2 separate regions of the Oryctolagus cuniculus genome follow, and region 1 is linked to region 2. A link is a contact called in public Micro-C data. All regions are on one chromosome and are shown on one strand. The core of a region is the stretch at or near the end of the contact, and the rest is flanking DNA. Distances in the headings are between cores, read along the strand shown.

Region 1 (5,761 bases), core at 2,094-4,593, 55 kb after region 2:
AGGGACTGTGTGGCATCATCTGGGAGCTCAGGGTAAGTAAGTGGGCTGCGTGGGGTGGAGTCACCGGCTGTGCAGCCCTCAGCTCCCCCCTCCCTCCTGCAAACCTTTGTTGGCCTCTGCGGGGCTCCCAGGCACCAGCCTTCTGGAGAGACACTTCCTCGCTGGGTGACCTGAGCCCAAGGAAGTCACTTTCGTGAGCCTCTTTCCACACTGTGAAGTGGAAATAATGAACCCCGCTTCTTGAAGCTACCTGGGAAGACTCGAATGAGATCGGATGCTTCCGAGGTCTATTCATTGTCAAGGACAGATTTTTAAAATCACTGAAGAGAGCATTTTATTTCCAGCACCAGGCACGTAGTAGGTGCTCATGAGTTCGATGATCAAAGAACCCTTCTCCTGCCTGCTGGCCAGGCCTACCAAGGCAAAAAGGCTATGTCTGCTACTGCTGGTCCTGCAGACTCGGGCAGGCGGCAAAAGTGCTCACGACGTGGTTCAGCAGAAAACCTCAGTGCAGCCCTCATATCCTTGCTCAAGGGGCAGCGCTCACCCCTCAACAGAAGGGCTTCCTCCCCTCCCCCAGCCTGGATTCCTACTTAGCTCCTCCCCCACCCTGCAGGCCCCCTCCCGGCCCTTCCACCCTTTTCTTCCCAGCCCTTCACTCTCCAGCCTGCCCGCCCCTCCGCCTGGAGGCCGCCGGACCCAGATACCCCTTTGCATCTGAAGTCCCTTCTGGAACTGAGGCCCGGGGGTACGTGGGGGAAGGGAGAAAAAGGAAAGGCGGCCAGAAATTAACAACCCAACCTGCTCCCCTACCACCCCCCGCCGCTGGCCATCTCCGGAGATCGCTTCTCCACCCTCGCCCTGGCGCTGCGCGTCCTGTTGTAGCCCCAGGTTTCAACTTCAGACCCCAGCGTCCAGGGAGTTGCCCCCTCCCCCCACCTCCACCCTTCTGGGTTGTCAAAAACACCTGGGCGGCCCCTTTGCCGGCGGCACCCGGGGACTGACCCAGAGCAGGTGCTGGAAGACAGCCTGCGTCTTCCGGCATCAGGTCGCCGGTTCTACCCGCCTGGGCAGCCCCGTCCGCACCGCCCTGGTCGGCGGGCGCTCCCAGCACACACCCAGCGCGCGGAGCGTCTCCTCCCAGAGGCAGCCGAGCGAGTGCGGCGTGGGGTGGGGTGCGGGGACCGTGCGGTTCCTCGGGTTCCGGCGGCCCCACCCCCACACTGCCGGCGCCCGGCCACGGGAGCCCGAGGCGAGCCGAGACCAGAGCGCAGCGCGGCGCGAGAGCGCCCGAGCTGGCCGGCAGCGAGTGTCCCCCGCCCCTGGGCCGCCGCGGGGAATCCCTCCTCGCCATCTCCGGCCTCTGGTCTCCCGCAAACTGGCGCCGGCAGAGCCGAGATGAGCCGCGGGCGCCGGCAGGGGGCTGGGAGGGAGCCGGACCGGGCGGGGACACTGGCGTAAGCCCGACCCACGCGCAGCGGGGCGGGAAGGGGGTCTTTGCCCCTGCGCTCGGTCCTCAAAGGCCTCAGCGTCGGCCGAGATCTTTCCCGCCGGAAGGACGAGTCGCCGACCCCTGCTGAGGAAATCGAGGCCAGAAGTCTGAGCTGGGGAGGGCAGCGGGGGAAGGGGCGCGAGTCCAGCTCGCCCTTCCGTTCCGCGCCTGCCGTGATCTCGCTTCGGGCTCAGGGCCTTGCCTGCTCCCACGGCTGGCCCGCAGCGGGGCCCTGACGGTAGGAGCCGCCCAGGTGTGAGGCCACCCAGGTGTGCTGGCAACCCCGGTGGCTTGGAGAATTCAGCTAAACCGACCTAAGAGGGCCGCAAACACCGCCCCAGGTCTGCACCCTCTGCAAGAGGACCGAGGTCCCCAGAGCCCCGGGCGGAGGCACGGCGCGGCCTGCCAAGTCCGGCTCGTTCCCGGAACACCCAGCCGGTGCGGCCCCGGAGTGGGGGTGGGGAGGCGCCGGCCAGGAAGCCGGTCCGGCCGGCCCCGAGGCTCCCGTCGTGCGGACATTTACAATAACAATGTCGCGATTGAGGCGGCTGCGCGCTGGGGGCTCGCCGCGGACCCCGATGGCTCCCCAGAATCTGGCCTCCGAGGGAGAGGGGCCAGGGCCGAGCGCCGGCGCGGCTGCGCTGCGGGGTGTAATGTGACACCAGCGGTGTCAGGTGTGTGACACCAGCGCGGAGGATGTGCGAAGCCGTGGGTGATGTGTGTGTGGCCGCGAGGCGCTGCCGTGGGCGCCGTTGGCTGCTGGGGAAGCGTGCCGAGACCCCGGGCTGGGTGCCATCCAGACCTGCCCCACACACCTGCGTTCTGGCCAAGGCGTGGGTCACAGGATCTACGTTAGGGTGGGTTCCCTACAGGAATGTGTGCGGGGGCCGGGTTTTGAGTGTGCATCTGACAAACTGGCCTTGACACCCGTATGTGAGCTGAGGGCCCACGGCTGTGTTTGTGTCACACCGGTCGTGTGTCCGTGCTGCTGGTCGTGCAGACGCCGAAGCGCATTCTGAGCTGTTAACGGTGGCCCAGCCGGCGCTGGTGTGCGGGAGGTATGTCAGCGCACACATGTGCCGATGTATGTATGGGTGTAGACATGTCGGCGGTATGGCCCTGGGTACCCGCGGGGAGCGGGAGGCGCCGGAGTGAGCCGAGCTGGTCGCCCAACAAGTGTGTGTGCATGTGTGTGTGTGTGCGCGCGCGCGCGTGTGTTGTGGACAAGGGTCCCTTGCCGGCTCCGGTCCACCGGAGCTCCCCACCACACTGGGGGCCGCGAGCTTCCCCGAAACCATCCTCCCCCGGCGCGCGCCTGGAGTCTCCTTATCCCTGCCGCCCCAAGCGCGCCCGGATGCGGGGTACTGGGGCCGGGGGCCGGCTCAGGACCCCCTCCCCTCTCTCGGTTTCTAGCCGTGAACCCTGGAGGCCACGTTGCCCGGCAGCAACCCCCTCTCGGTGCTCCCGGCCACCCCCACCTTAGTCCCCGCGCGCGGAGCACGGACCCGGCCCCCGCGGCCTCGCTCCGCTGAGCGCCCCTCCCTCAGCTCCCGCCGGCCATGGCGCGCTCCGGGCCCCAGAGCCGCTGCCGCCTCCACCGCCGCCAGATCCTTACCCGCCTCGGGGCAGCACCGGCCGCCGGCCCCGCTGTCCATGAGCGGCCGCCGGCCCCGGCCCGGGCTACGGCTCGGCACGGCTGGGGCTGGCGCTGCGGTTCGGGCTCCGGCTCGGGCTGGCTCCCGGCGCAGCAGCCCGGCGGCTTGGCGTCCGCGCCGCGCTCCCGCTCCCCGAGTGTGTGAGGCGGCGGCAGCGGCGGCAGCGGCGGCGGAGCCAGCGCGAGCGGAGCGCATGGCCCGGCCCGCCCCCTGCCTCCCCCTCCCTCCCGGCCCGCCCGCCTCCCGCTCGCCTCCCCGCCCCCCTGCGGCCGGGGGGTGGAGCTCGGGTCCCGTCGGGAGGGGACCCCGAGCCCCTCTTCCCCTAGCTGGGACGCCCCCCGCCCCGCGCCATCTCGTCGGCCGTCCCCCTCCTCGCTCTGCGCGCTGACGCTGACCCCGGCGGAGCTGCGTCCGGGACCCCTCCGAGGTCCCCTCCTCACCCCACTCAGGCACCTGTCCCCACTCTGCCCCCGGGAAGGCGACGCCGCCAAGCGTCTCCGCTGGTGCCTTCCCCCCTGGGCACCTGCGCCTCCAGAGTCACTTCCCGCCCAGACCCCCGCAGAGCCCGCGGCGCCCGGGGAAGTCCGCCCCTCCCCCGGCCGGAGCCGCAGAGCGGTCAGCCTCATCGGCCGCAGAGAGCCGGAGGTGGGGCCCGGAGGGGACTGTGAGAGGGGCAGACGGTGGACCCCCCCGGGGCCCCAAAGTGAGGGTGAGGGAGGCAAACGGGGATGAGTGTGGGGCGACCCCTGGGCGCAGGCTCCGTCAGGGCCCCCAGCCACCTGCTCGGGGGTGGAGACGCGCGCGGCCTCACGCTCGGCCGGCGACACAGCGGAGCGGGTCCCTACCCCGCGAGACCCCGCAGTGTCACGGCCTGTGTCACCCGCCTTCGCAGTGCCACACGCTCCCTGTCACACTCACCGAGTCACACTCGGAGGCACACGCAGAGCCTCACACTCGAATACTCGGTGTCTCCCGCTCAGCGCCGGCTCTCTGGCGCCATCTAGAGGCCGCCGAGCGTCTAGGGCACTCCCTTTCTTGCGCCAGGGTTTGGTGCCCCCCCCACCCCCCCAACCCAGGACCCCACGGAGCCCGGGTTCAAGAGGACCTCCCGCCCGGCGCAGGGGCCCAGTGCTCCAGGTCAGAATGAAAAAGGCGGTGCTTGGCAAGGCCTGGCCGCTGGGTGTAAAGACCTTTGTCATGGGTTGACTGGTGTCTGAGCGTCTATTTGCTGCAGCCTCTGATCCTGGTCCATTTTTCCCCACCCCCACCCCCAGTACCCCCATTCCTACCTCTGGGCTGTCATCTGTTTCTTCTGCCTCCACCTCTCACCTGCACTGGCTTCCATCTGTGGGACGCCTTCTACGGTAAGGGTGGGCTTTCTGGCCAGCTAAGAGGGCAAGCAGGGGCTGCCCCCTGTTTCCCCCAGAGCAGCCTCCCTCAGCTGGGCTCCCCCTCTGCCCTAGTCCCTGCCCCCCACCCCCGCTCAGCTCCAGGATCCCAGGTGGGGGACTCCAAATGGGAGATGGTACAAGGAGGGTCTGTCCTGTAGGTGGTTTCTCCCTGTCCCTTGCAAAGCTCACACTTTTCCCCATCACTGAGCATAGTTCCGAAAGAAGGAATCAGTGGCCCAGAGAGAAGAAATCTTCCATGGAAGAGCTGCCCCAGCCTCCCTGCCCCCAGCATGCGCCTGCTGCCCACTGCAGCCAACCCTCCCCGGTCTGCTTGCTGGGAGCCACTCAAAGACTCCTCTGTTCTCCTCCCGTGTTCAGGGCTGAGGGCTGAGCAGGATCGGCAGCCGCAGAGCCGGGCAGGAAATGCTAATCTCCCAGATGTTCTCCTCCATCCTCCCCGCTCCACAACCATCAAACCCAAATCCTGCACCAAGTGGCCGGAGCAGCACGGGGCTGGGGCGGCAACACCAGGGTGGGCTTTCTCACCTCGCCCAGCAGCCAGGCTGGGCTCTGTGGGGACCTCAGCCCAGGGCAAGGTAGACACGGGACTGGAGCCTGTGTTCCCAGCATGAAAGGCAGGCAACAGGGCAGGGACGGGGGAGAGGATGGCTGGGGAGCGATGAAGAGGCATCTGAAGGGGAGAGAAGCCAGTCTCCTGGCCGGTGCCAGACTGGGAAGAGGACCTGGTGGACAAGCCTGAGCAAGGTTCCAGCTGAGACTGACCAGGGACTGGAGTCTGGGTGATGCTAGGTGTGGGAGTGGTTGTGCACTGTGTGATGTGTGTCCCTGGGAGGGGCAGCAGCTAAGAGGAGCAGGAGGTTGTAGGGTCTGGAACTGTAGCAGAAAGACAGTTGCCGCTGGTGGTAGCAGGATTTGGTTTAATGCTGGTGTGCCTAAGCTATAGCCAGACAATCACATTACTTGAGGGGCTGTTGCCAAGTGTTCTCCCCCCGCACTGTGTGTGTGTGTGTGTGTGTGTGTCAAGGAAGAGAACTGAAATGCTGTTGGACCCGAAGCACTAGATATGAAGCTGGCACACCTGAGATTGACTATAGCTAAAAAAGCCGTTTGTTCCCTGTTAATATGACGTAGGTCGGCTGTAGCTTTATCCGCTGCCTATGCTGTAGGAGAGGAGAGGCTGTTGATAGGAGCCTGTACCTGGG
Region 2 (5,948 bases), core at 3,126-5,625:
AGGTAAATCTTTTTAAAAATTTATTTGAAAGGCAGAGTTACAGAGAGGCAGAGGCAGAGAGAAAGAGAGAGAAGCCTTCCATCTGGTGGCTCACTCCCCAAATGGCTGCAACGGCTGGAGCTGGGCCTATCCAAGCTTCTTCCAGGTCTCCTATGTGGGTGCAGGGGCTTAAGCACTTGAGCCATCTTCTACTGCTTTCCCGAGCCGGAGCAGCCGGAACTCGAACTGGTGCCCATATGGGATGCCCACACTGAAGGTGGCAATTTTACCTGCTATGCCACAGCGCAGGCCCCAATAAGTAAATCTTTAAAAAATAAAAATAATATAAAAAGTAAGGTTTCTCTCTCCCATTACAGGCTAGATCTCTGCATAGACTCCCGGGAAGATGTGGAGTGGGCTGGTGAGGCTGTTCTGAATCCACTGGTGCCTCTAAGAAGGGCTGAGGGGGCAGGGAAGTATCCAGGCTGGGAAGGCAGACACTGCATGCAGCTCCAGGGCGCTGGGTGCCCCAGAGGGGCTCAGGTTCTGCTGGGGTGTCTGTTAGCCAATTGCCAAGGCAGCTGCACCTCAGCCACACTGCCTCACCAGCCGCGGATGCTGGGCCACGGCCCCCCCTAGTGGCCAGAGTGGGGCGGAGAGTGAGAGTGCAGTCAAGAGCGCGCACACACACTCAGCCCCCAGGCTCCCTGGCACCCTGGCACCCCGGCACCCCTGGAAGCAAAAGCCCCAGGCCTCAGGGAGCTGTCACTGGGAACCTGGCCCCTAACCTGCCTAGGGGACAAAGCAACCCTGTTCCCCTCCCCCACGCCCCCAGACTCCTTTCCCTCCTCCCTACTGGAAGTGAAGGCGCCAGCGCTGGCAGAGGAGTCTGGGCGCAGCCCCCCAGCGGTGCAGTGCCACCACCCCAGCCCTGCCTCCTGTTCAGCAAGGGAGGGTTTGAGGCCCAGAGGAGTCGGCCAGGAAGCGTCGCGGGATGCCGCTCCCTCTCTGGTTAGGGTTTTGATCCAGAATGCAGGAGCGGAGTCCCAGGGGGTTCACATCAGAACTGCTCCCTGAATACAGCACCCGCCTCCCCCAGGAACCTGCAACACAGGCACCTCGGCTTTGAAGGCAGGGCTCCTGACAGGCTGCTGTTCCCATGGCAACCCCATCCCAGCCTGCCCTACCCACTGCTTCCCTCCACCGGCCTTCCTCCCCCCTGATCCCATGTCACCTGCATTCTTAAAGCAAGGACTGCCTCCTCTGGACAAAGTGGACACCCCCTCCCTGGCGCCCACTCCCCATCGCTTTCTTTCCCTTTCCCCACATTCAGTGGGAAAACCATGAACCAGAGACAGAAAAGGACACAAAGATGGGAGTGGACCCTGGCTAGGGTGGCTAGAGGGGTAGGATAGGGATGGGGAGAAACCATGGCTCCGTGCCCCCTCCTCCAGCCTGTGGCTCCTCTGGTCCCCAGCTCTGTACCTCTCCTGCTCCATCTCTGTGCTGATCCAAGGCCCAGACAGGCTCCAAGCACAACACAGCCAAGTCTCAGCCTCCAGGCCCAGGTCTGGCCTCCAGCTCCAGCCAAGCTATAGCCCAGAAGCCTGATGCAATGGTGTGCCCCTGGAACTCAGGCCAGGAACAGTGAGGCTGCAACTGACCCTGACCCTGGTACCCCTCCGGCAAAACCGTGACCTTGCAGAGACGTTTGGAGAGAGTGAGGGGACTCCAGTTTATAGTGGGACTGTGGGAAAGGCTTGAAGTTTCAGCCCCCAGCCCTGGTCAAACAACACCACTCCTCTGGCTGAGAGAGGGAAACTTGGCTGACGGCACTTGGCAGGTGCCTGAAAGTCTGGAGGGGCCTCTCCGAGCCAGCCACAGGCCCATCTCTGCAGAAGGGCCTGGACACTGGTCAGCAGCTCGGCTTCGGCATCAGTCAACCTGGCTGTGAATCCGAAGGCCACAATTTCCTTGCCATGTGCCACTTACCATCTGTGAGCCTTGATTTCCAGACCTGAAAAGTGGAGACAGTGATTCAAGCCACGCACAGGAGCAACGTGTGTGAGCACTGCCTCTCTGCCGGCACTGTGCTTGAGGCGCCAGCCACCAGCCCGGCGAGGTGGATGTCGCCATTGTCATGTCTGTTCCACAGAGGAGGAATGGAGGCTCAGAGACGGTCAAGTGGGAGACCAGGGCTTTATTTGAAAGGCAGAGTTACAGAGAGGGAAAGAGACCTTCCTTCTGTTTGTTCACTTCCCAAACGGCCACAGCGATCAGGACAGGCCAGGTTGAAGCCAGGAGCCTGGAGCATAATCTGGGTCTCCCTCATGGGTGCAGAGGCCTAAGCACTTGGGCCATCTTGCGCTGCTTTCCCAGGTGTATTAGCAGGGAGCTGGACTGGAGATGCAGCAGCTGGGACTAGAACCGGTGTCCACATGGGATGCTGGTGTCTCAAGCAGAGGCTTAACCTGCCACGCCACTACGCTGGCCTCAGAGCAGGGCTTTTAATACAGGCCGTGCAAGATAATGTAGGCACGGGGTCCACCAAACGTGGAACCCCCAAAAGGCGGGGATACGCTCATCAGTGAGGGCAGATTGTTGCAGAACAAGGAAGTCGGCCACTGACCTTGGGGTGGGGGAAGCGAATGGACATCTGGGGCAAAGCTCAGAGCACGGAGCGGGGCAGCTATTGCTTCATTCCCGGAACCCCCGAGGATTAGGGGTGAAGGTTATTGTGGGTTGAAACTGGAGCTGAGAGGTGAGTGATCGACTCGTGCCCAGTTCCTGGCGGTCAGTGGTGCTCGTGCGCTTCCTCAGACGTCAAGGAATTTATGATGGCCAGCTGGGCTTCAGTGGGGCTGAGGGTCACCTAAGTGGTAGCCACCGTCTGCCCCTACACAAGCTCCTGCAGCCACTGCTGCCCAGCACGGCTTTATCTGTTGGAGAAGGAAATGACCGCTTGAGGCTTGTGATTAGAACCTCGTCGGGCTGGCTGCACCACTCTCTGGTTTGATAAAGGACAGGCAAGGACACCTTGGGCTAAGGCAGTCATACCAGATGCTGGGTATGCCTTAACACAACCGGGGTTCCTCCCGCAGGGCCACTGGGTGAGAGTCAGGGAGGGGCTGGGCTTTCCGACCTGGAGGGGAACCCAGCTGGGTCCAGGGAAAGTCTGGCTGGGCAGGGTCATGACAGTCCATCTCTAGCCAGCCCTGCCCCTGTGGCAACAGAGCAAGAAGGGGAAGCCTCAAGGAGGAAGTGACTTTTCCAAGGTTACTCGGTGAACAGCAGCTCCACTACGCCCCGCCCCCTTCCCGTGGTCTGCAGCCTTTGGACAAGTGCAGGTCCCCAGCCTCCAAAGTTAAGCACCCTGGGGAATGGCGGGAGGAGAGAGGAGCTGCCTGGCAGGTCCCCCACCTCCCTCGAGGTGCCCCCCCTCCTCCACCTTCCAGCCTTCCTTGAAAGGGTCTCCCCCAACCCTCTGCTCCAGCAGCCCGCCCCTCGGAGAACGCTGAGGCCCAACCATCGCCCCCCACCTGGAGCGAACCGAGCAGAACAAACAGCATTGTTCCGCACACAATGGACACAAAGAACTCGGGAATTCACAGAATGGTCCTGAATTTCAGCTTCCTTCCCCTCCGAGCCCTAGAGAGATCCATTGTCTGTAAACTCCACTTAAAATACGCACCGCTGCCCCAGCTGGGGAGCCACTTAGGGCGGGCGGAAGAGCCTCCCCCACCCGGCCCGCCCTCCCCGCCTTCCCGTTCCCTCCGGAAGTAGGCAGCGGGGCCGAGGCCGAGGAGGAGCCGGCTCCAGGGCGAAGCTGGAAACCCGCTGCCCCGCGCCACTCAGCGCCACCTTGCCCAGCAGAGAAGGCGACCTGGCTCGGGGGGGGGGAGGGGCCGGGAGGCCCCCAGGGCCCTGCCCTCTGCCCTCCTGTTTGCTTACGGAGCCCTCCGAGGGCAGGACCCTCCTAGGCATCTGTGTCGCTTCCTTCCGCGGAGCCCCACCCCCGCCCCTCCAGCCAGGCTCTTCACCTGGCCGGAGCCTGGCTCCAGGAACTTAAAGGCCACCATTGTTTACCCTCGAGGCCTTCCTCCTCCAGACCCCGAGCTATTTCCTTTCTCTGCGTCGTCGCCAGTGTGCCCTGGGGTGCTCAGTGTTGGTGCCTGAAACGCACCCCAGCATCTACAAGCAGGCACCAGGCTAGTACCAGGCACTGTGCTCGGAGCCGGGGTACAGAGAAGCTTTCTGGGGTTTGTAATTCTGGTGGGGAAGTCAGATATTGATATTAGATGAAGTTGAAAATGCATAATTACCGAGTGAGATAAGGGGTTGGACTACAGGATCGGTAATGTAAGCGCTTCTGACAGAGGAGCCTGATCTGCAGAAGGTAGAGCTCCCTTACCCTAGGCTTCCTGAACGCTGAAGGAAATGGGCTTGAACTAGAGAAAAGATGGTGGGGACAGACTGTGCAAAGGCCCTGTGGCAGAAGAGAGCTTATCTTATTCAAGGAATTGGGAAGGCTAGTGGGGTTAGAGGCCAGCAGAACATGGGGAAGGAGGATGTGCCTCAGGGAGGTGTTTGATATGATTCTAAGCGCAATGAAAGACACAAGTGAGAGGCTGGCATTTGGCACAGCAGCTGGGAGGCCTTTATCACAAGTCAGAGTACCTAGGTTCAAGTCCTGGCTCTGCTTTCAATTCTACCTTCCTGCTGATGCACACCCCGGGAGGCAGGAGGTGGTGGCTCAAGTAGCCGGGTCCGTTCCACCCCCGTGGGGAAACTGGATTGAGTTCCTGGCTCCTGGTTCTTGGCTTTGGCCTGGCCCCGCCCTGGCTGTTGCAGGCATTTGGGGAGTGAACCAGCAGATGGAAGATCTCTATGTGTCTGTCCATCTCTATCTGCCTTTCGAATAAAAATGGACAAATAAAAATTTTAAAATTACAAATACTTGGTCCCCTGCACCTATGTGGGAGACCTGGAGGAAGCTCCTGGCTCCTGGCTTTGGAACAGCACAGCTTCAGCCATTGTGGCCATTTGGAGAGTGAACCGGTGACTGGAAGATTTCTCTTTCTCTCTCTCTCTGTAACGCTGCCTTTTAAATAAATAAATAAATATATCCTTTTTAAAAATAGTATTTTCACAATCTGAAATTATTTATTTATTTGCCTTCTTAATGTCAGTCTCTCCCCTCACAATAAAATAGGCTCAGAATGGGCAGGAATGCTGTCAGTCTTCGTGACTACCCCAGCATAGCACCTTGCACAGTGTTAGCACACAGTAGGGCTTCAGGAAATAACAAATGAACAAATGCACGGATTGAGGAATGTACTCCCAAGGTACAAGGACCATGTTTACCCGTAAACCCACAAGTGTAAATGTCTAGATATGCATGGGCGACTGCGTGGGTGCCCATGGTCCCCCACAGACCTCCCTCACCTATGCCAGCCGCCTCTCCAGGGGCCTCTTGGCCATTCCAAAGTCATGGCCAGCACAGTCCATTGCACAATGTGGCTAATTAATAATCCGCCCCTTCTGGCTGGATGAGGGCCTGGACGGTCAGCCTCGTCCTAGGTCAGCTGTTGGTTAATCAGAGATGAGGCTGGAATTCTAAGTGACCCACCCGAGGGGCACTGGAAAGAAACTGATGCCGGGGACCCGGAGGCAGCGCCCCTCTCAGGCTGCAGCTCTTCCTGCCTCCATGAGCAGCCCACCCCGCACTGTTCTCCACTGGGAGCGGCTGGAACAGGCATGATACAGGGGCGAGAACACAGAGATCAGAATTTAGTGAACTCTTACAGGGCTTGGGAATTTGACTAGCTGGGCAGTTTTTAAAACACAGCTTTACTGATTTACTGAGTACCTACTTGGTGCAAAAACAGCTAGGGCTGCCAGACTGCACATAATGCTGATTCAGGGCAGATTGTGAGAAACGAGTGAAGTAGAAACTCAGAGGTAGAATC

The links. A called contact is a pair of places that touch in the nucleus more often than the background predicts.
Region 1: a Micro-C map of ear pinna shows a contact between it and region 2, with 4 times the contacts expected there. The contact joins the promoter of PCDH1 here to the enhancer-like site in region 2. A contact is called at or near these places in 2 of 6 Hi-C or Micro-C datasets (ear pinna and an unstated tissue).

The regions. Positions count from the first base shown.
Region 1 is chr6:29,439,777-29,445,537 of mOryCun1.1, forward strand. It overlaps PCDH1 (protocadherin 1), which reads right to left and starts at 3,344. Exons shown (of 5, transcript XM_051844364.2): 1 at 3,108-3,344. The coding sequence starts at 3,342.
Region 2 is chr6:29,383,411-29,389,358 of mOryCun1.1, forward strand. No RefSeq gene overlaps it. Among named protein-coding and RNA genes, the nearest start is that of PCDH1, 57 kb to the right of the region's middle. Within about 2 kb of position 4,376, at least 3 of the 8 cell types and tissues checked have an H3K27ac peak or open chromatin away from gene starts, as enhancers often do. A contact at or near this core is called in ear pinna, where this site is marked.